2 separate regions of the Zea mays genome follow, and region 2 is linked to region 1. The links are chromatin contacts, called in public Hi-C maps. All regions are on one chromosome and are shown on one strand. The core of a region is the stretch at or near the end of the contact, and the rest is flanking DNA. Distances in the headings are between cores, read along the strand shown. Region 1 holds the start of LOC100384451. Region 2 holds the start of LOC100501547 (putative protein kinase superfamily protein).

Region 1 (3,500 bases), core at 480-2,979:
TACGTGGATTGTCTTTCAAGCTCCTTGGTGTCAGTGTTGATGCATTGGTGATACAGATATAGGGAGTAGTGATAGTCGTAGAGTGGAAGTAAACCACCTTAGGGCCTGTTCGATTCTGCAGGAACGCACCAAGAATTGTTCCTGTTGATAAAAACTTATACAAATTAGAAAAGCAATCTGGCCAGTAACAGTTCCGGTAGTCCATTCCATATCAACCGAACGAGCCCTTACTCGGTTAATGAATGCATCTTGGATCCGTTCCAAATGAAATCAACCTCTAAGTAGGAGTAACTCCTAATTCGAATTATTTTAATTTTGATCGAATTTATAGAAGAAGGAGAAAAAACATTAATATCTGCGAGACCAAATCAATACCAGCACTAGACGCATCATGAAATAACGTTGCATAATATGCTTATTTTGGTGTTGTAAACGATCTTACCATCTCCCATAAAGTTGGTCAAGTACAATATAGTTTGGCATAGTTCTAAGAAATGGTTTTATTTTTAGGGAGGAGATAGTAACAGTGAAAAGCACCGTCTCTTCTTCGCAGAAACGGCACTCTAGGTGGTAGAGCTCGCTTGAAGGGTGGCTACCAACGGGGAGAGTGGGGGAGCAAGAGCGCGCGTGTCAGGTTCATCCTGTACTGACTCATCAGTTCACGCCTTGCCATGTCTGATCGTGTCCTAGACGATAATAAGTCGACAGGTTCAGGCTAGGTTAGACAGCTGCTCCCAGAAGTGTTTGTTTGACAGAAGAAAACCTTACGTGTCAATTGTGACGACCGCGTGCCAGCTGCTTATGCAAGTATAACCCTGATAATCAGACAAGTTTTCTGTTGAAGACGATACCAGAATCTTACCGCTATTGCTCCAACCCAGTGCCAGTTTGGTAGCACGCCAAATGTGATGCCGTTGCGAGAAGAAGAGCAATCTCGCAGCGATTGGTCCAGAGCAAACATTCCTCTCCCTATACGCAAAGCGATGCCTGGCTCCAGCCAGGGGTGGCTCACTGGCCTTTCTCAAGCTGAAGACGATGAGGCCCCCCTCGGTTTTTGGATGGCTCCATGGGATCCATGCACAGAAGCAGCCCCACGGACATTCCGGCTGTCATCCACTCCTTTTTTTTTAACTTTCCCATTTGTGGCATCTTATTTCTCTTTGGCACTTGGCAGGCCAGAACATTCAAAAGTGCCGTGCGGGTCATAGCCTAATCCTGCCCCACATGCCAGTGTCACTAGTTGCAGATGACCCGTTTTTTCTCTGATATATCTCCAGTCTCATATATCTCAGTCTATCTTATATATAAGCCGGAATTTTTATTAGCAATCTCAAAATCTTCTGGCAGCACAAACCGACGTTAACAGACTTTTTCTTTGTTGAGAACCTATCTTTACAATATACATCTTTTAAATTTAAAACATTTATCTTTTAGATATTAGCACTACACTAGTTAATGCTTTAAAATTGGGTTCGGACAAAACTAGATGCACTCGACTCGCATCTGTAGTTGTCCAATGCGCGTGCTGAAGTCAAACCGGAGGCTTCCTGCACCGAGTCCATGTCCACTGTTCCCCCGACATACAGACCCCGCACATTGGTTTTCCCCTCACAGGCCCGTAGCCTCTGCCCACGCAGGGTCTCAGGCCTCCCTCTCGGCTCTTGCACACGGACAGGCCCCGTGCGCGTACAAATAAGCCAAGCTGGGCGGCCATCCACACGGGCGCGAACTTGACACGCGCCCCCTGCCCCGCCGCCGCAGTTCTCACCTCTCACGGCCACGCCGGCACGTCCGCTCGCGCGCACACTGTTTTTTTTTTCTTGGTAAGGGCCGGCGGCCGGGCCGATAATCGTAAAGGAAGGCGAGGCAATACACCCACCGAGAGAGAAGAACTAAGCTTTGGACACGGAAGATCGCAAGAGCCTCAACCACACTATTCAGGTGGCCTAGGACTCTACGAGGGACGTTCGTCGTGCCTCGGATGAGATGGGTGGCGGCGGCGGAGGAGGAGGAGGCGGGAAGTCCGAGAAGGCGCGGCGTTCGTCGGCGCGGGTGAGGTTGTGGGTCGCGCGCGCCAGCACCGTGCTGCTCTGGACGTGCCTCGTCCAGCTCGCGGCCTACCGGGAGCTCTGGGCGCCCAGCGTGCTCTCCAGGTGGCCTGGCTGCCTCAACCAGCCGCACGTCGTGCAGAGGCCATCGGAGCGTGTGGCGGACGCCGGCCAGACGCAGGCAGCGCGCGCTTTGGTGGTGCTCCCACCCAAAAGTAAGTTGGTGGCTTCTTGGTTCATGTTTTTTTTTTGTTTTTGGAATCAAGCTTCTCTTCTTCCATTGGTCAGGAATTTCTTGGTTCTGTCCTTCCCCTTTGAGAACTTTCGGTGTGAGTCGTTTCTCCCTTCTTACCGCGAAGAGATCATCTTCTCCCCACAACCTCCCCCCTCAGTGAACTTTGAATTGTCTAATCTTTCTCATTTCAGTTGCAGTGTACGTATTCGATGTAGGTTATTTCTAGTCCAATTCAATTCTGTGTTCGCTTTGTCTAGTCACCGGCCAATTTATTTGCCGGCCTAGCTCTGCAGATTAATTCCATTTGACCGCTCCATGTATTTTTCATGACTTCATGTACCTACGCATTACGTCAAGGCACCAGTAAAAGCATGGACGATCGTTTGATTTTTACCAATACTACGTGCAGGAATCTACAGGAACAACGGCTATCTGATGGTCTCCTGCAACGGCGGGCTTAACCAGATGCGAGCAGCAGTAAGCACTGTGTATCGAAATCTAAATACAATTGTCACAAGTTACATCTATGAATGTCTGCCATCGTTAAGCTTTATAATGTGTCTGATACTGAAAATTCAGGCCTCAAGGTTCCACCTATTTCTTGTTGTTGTTGTTGAGACAGATTTGTGACATGGTAACCATCGCAAGGTATCTGAACGTTACTCTCATCGTACCGGAGTTGGATAAGGCTTCATTTTGGGCTGATCCCAGGTACTATTTTCCTTTCTTTCTTTCTATACCGATTCTCTTTTCTGTTCCCTTTCTAAAAAGAACCGTTTTCTTCGGTTTATTCTTTCGCAGCGATTTCCAAGACATATTTGACGTGGACTACTTCATAGCGTCGCTGAGAGACGAGGTCCGGATCCTGAAGCAGCTGCCTCCGAGGCTCAAGAGAAGAGTGGAGATGGGATCCCTCCGGTCCCTGCCACCAGTCAGCTGGTCCGACATCGGCTACTACCGCCGTCAGGTTCGGTCGCGTCCTCCTTAACATCGCGAGCTGAAACCGAATCCGAAACCAGGTGAAGACTGTTTGTTTCATTGGGTGGTGTGGTGGTGGGGAAAAAAAACAGATTCTGCCTCTGGTAAAGAAGTACAAGGTCGTTCACCTGAACAGGACGGATGCCCGGCTCGCGAACAACGGCCTGCCCGTGGAGATGCAGAGACTGCGGTGTCGCGTCAACTACAATGCCCTGAGATTTACCCCTGAAATCGAGGAT
Region 2 (3,500 bases), core at 518-3,017, 640 kb before region 1:
CATGCTGCTGCAGGAGCTCTCATCGCTAATGTCACTGGCGGTGCTCGCACGGCACATGCTGCTCTTCCCACTCTCAGTGAAATCAGCCCGAGTACTCATGGCCACACTACCACTGGTCTTCCTCAAACTACTTGTCCCATCACTCACTTTAGCAGAAGCAAAGCCATCACTTGTACTGCTCTTCTGGGACGTTTTATTTTCCTTATTCCCATTACCATCCAAGTTTTCCTCCACTTTCAACTCAACAGAATCCCCTTCTAGGACCGGTGACTCATCACCAGGAACTGAAGACACACCTGAAGAATCCTTGTCCACCACAGAAGCTGGAGACTCTTGCTGCTGGTGAGACGGCACTAACTTCTCTTTCGCCGCCTCAGCTCCGGGTTCTTCTCTGTCATCTTTTCCTGCTTCCTTTGCCTTTGACGTCTGGCCAGCCATGCTTGGCCAGACAGATTGAGAAGACAACAATCGCGTAGTAGCAGTTGATCAGGAACACAGAAGCGCAGACTCTAATAGGCAGGGAAACACCACAACTTCTCCAAAACTTTCAGCAGAGTGGCAGGGCAATCCCCAGCTCCTGATCTGAAAGATCAATTGGCCACGTTAGCAATAGAACTACAAAAGGTTCTGCAAGAAAAACAGGCTGCAGAGTGAGCAATTCAACAAAAAAAAAACGAAAGAACTAATCCACAACGATCAAGACAGACAGAAAACGAGCACAGCAAACACACGGCGGCGGATACCTGTGTGTGTGTGGAAGAGAGAGAGAGAGAGAGAAGAGGGGCCTTTTCAGGATCCATGGCCAAGAAATTACCTCGCAGGCTCCCGGTCCCGGACAAGCTAGTGCTAGTGCTACGAGCTCGCGTTTCACAACAGATCCATCGCCCCATAACGCCGCATCAACACTCCCCAAAAGGCCAAGCACTAGAACGAGGGCTCAAAAATCACAAGCCCCCACCCCGGCATTCCCCACAAAAATAGGGGGGCGAAGTGGGCCAGCGCCAGAGAGATTAGCAAAGAAAGGGAGAAAAAATCTTTTATGTTCCCAAAGCGAACGGGAAGAAAAAGGGGGCAGCCTAGACTAAAGCACGAGCAGCACAGGCATTGCAACCTGGAACAGCTGCAAGCTCACAAGGCGCACAACTCGCTGCCCCCGCTTTTCTCCCCACCGGGAAAAAAAAAAGAAGAGAGGCAGGTATGATGGAGCACACCGAAATCATATGAGGCAACAGCACAGCACGTCGGCATGTGGTGTGCTCCCCGCGCGTCCGCGTCAGGACATGGGGGCACTAACTCCGGTGGCCAGTGAATGCGGCAGCGGGAGATTTATAAAGACGCGGGGGAGGAGGAGGAGGAGGAGGAGGAGGAAGGGAAGAGGTGGGCTGGATCTGGAAAGTGATGGGGAGGGAGGCATTAAAGCAAGCAACAGATCAGGAATGGTCATCCCCACCTGGGGAAAATGACACCCGAATCAATCAGTCAGTCAGTCAGCCGGCGGTCATTCGACCAGTCAGCCGGCGAGCGGTGGAGGACTGGAGGAGGATGGAGAGGTACCTTTGCTAGTAGGACCGAGGAGCGGCCATGGCACTGCCGATGCTGACTGCGGAGAGGTGAGAGATGGCGCCTCCTGTGCCTGTAGGAGACTCACATGACTGAGCCATGGCGACGGCGCGACGCGGACCAGAGCTGCATTGCGGGCGGCTACTGGGACCGAGAGTGAGTGAGAGCCCTCCCTCCCTCCGCCTCCAGTGATTGGTGTGGGGGTGCTTGTGGGGGGATTCAGGCGGCGAGGCGAAGTGCAGAGGAGACAAAGGGTGCGGGAGGGTGGGACGGGTCAAAGGCAAAGGTTGGTGGTAAAAGGATGCGCTTTTCGAGTGGTTCAACAAAGCGGTTACTCCTCCTCGCTAATCTAATGGTGATGCGCTTGGGGAACCGCGGCGGCCCTGGGGCCTGGGCGCAGCGTGCAGCCGTGCAGCGGTGCAGGGGTGGGTCTCTCGCGTTGCCCGAGGGTCGCGGCGCAAACAGTCCCTACGCTGCCAAATACGTACAAATTTAAACCTTGTTTGTACTAAATTGTAACGTGGGAACATTTTCAGTCCTCTCGACTCTCGACGAGTAACCGGTAGTAGTCCTGAGTCCTGACGTCCTGTGCGTATCTCTCAAGATTTTGTGAGATTTATGAGCAGAGTTTTTGTTTTGATTTCCTTGCTGGGAGCAACATCTGAGAGAGACTGCGTTTCAGTCATTTGGCATAGCGGCTGGCCGGCTGCGGCTGCTGCTGCGGCTATCGTCGTCGGTAGTCTTCGCTCATCAAGATTGGAATTCTTTTGTGTTCGCCACTTCGTTTCACTGCGGATAATAATCACGCAACTGGCTGGACTGCTGCAGACTGCAGCACAGTCCATGGCCAGCAGTTTCGGCAATGGGGAGGAATAAAAATGGCCACACCTCGTCCATTACCGCTAGCTCATCTCGGATGCACAAAAGCAGCCTTGGAATTACACCTCGAAATATGGAGTTGGGTGATTATTAAACCGGACGCCCTTGATTTTGCGGCTCGGCGCCGGTCTTGACTTGAGCTGGGCTAGCACTGAGGCTACATTACAACCACGAGACCGAAATCATAGCCGCCGTGATCGAGGCTTTTCTTCTCGCTCGGATAGAATAGAACAACTTCGGTGTAATCTCTCCGTTAGAAATTACTACTCCTGTTTAAAAAAGAGTTATTAGATGGAAAAAATATAAGATAAGAGTCTATCTTTACATAACTATCCATACGTATCTATCTATTAACTATATTTATGATCTAGAGAGTCAGAGTTATATCACTGAGTCTCTTTAGTGTCTTTTGTATTTGAAAAACCGAACCAACGTTCCCTTAAGGCTATTCTCAATGAGAATTTCACAACATTCTTTACAACACTGCCACAGTGAAACGAAATAGATTTTCTACCCTATATTTTCTAGATTATTCTTAACATCCATGGTATAAGTTGACATGCTCTTTTAGAATATATAGTTGATAGTTGTTTCAGCTAAACAAGTTTTAGTTTTTTTTATAATTATTAGTTCACAATAGCTTTCTCACATCTCACGACTAAAATTAGATTTTCTGAAATTCAAAGTTGAACCAAACAAACCCTTAATTATTTAATCAGCCCAATCAGTGCTGATTTGGTTGGCTCGCTACTCGGAGAAGAAGAAAGAGAAAGAGATGATCCAGTTGCAACGAATCGAGGATCTCAAATAGTAACCCCGAAGATGCATCAATGACGTCCCCCATAACTCCATCGCTGTCGTCCTTGGGAGCATGGCAGTCGATGATGGCCCCTGCGAGCAGACAGCAACCTGAAACCTGCCAATCGGCCAGCACTACGGCGACACTCCAGGACATACGGCCATCTCTTTTCGTCCACCTTTATCCCCGGTCTCTCTCTCTCTCTCTATATATATCCGCCACTGTATCCTGCCTAATCCCTTCCTGACCGCCTACTAATTCA

The links. A called contact is a pair of places that touch in the nucleus more often than the background predicts.
Region 2: a contact with region 1 is called in a Hi-C map of ear, with 1.8 times the contacts expected there. The contact joins the promoter of LOC100501547 here to the promoter of LOC100384451 in region 1. A contact is called at or near these places in 2 of 25 Hi-C or Micro-C datasets (ear and leaf mesophyll).

Annotation. Positions count from the first base shown.
Region 1 is chr7:135,572,606-135,576,105 of Zm-B73-REFERENCE-NAM-5.0, reverse strand. LOC100384451 reads left to right here and starts at 1,729. Exons shown (of 8, transcript NM_001176987.2): 1 at 1,729-2,263; 2 at 2,693-2,760; 3 at 2,906-2,994; 4 at 3,085-3,250; 5 at 3,354-3,500. The coding sequence starts at 1,987. It also overlaps a transcript of LOC100285233 not described here.
Region 2 is chr7:136,209,409-136,212,908 of Zm-B73-REFERENCE-NAM-5.0, reverse strand. LOC100501547 (putative protein kinase superfamily protein) reads right to left here and starts at 1,767. Exons shown (of 3, transcript NM_001196243.2): 1 at 1,555-1,767; 2 at 1-582. The coding sequence starts at 438.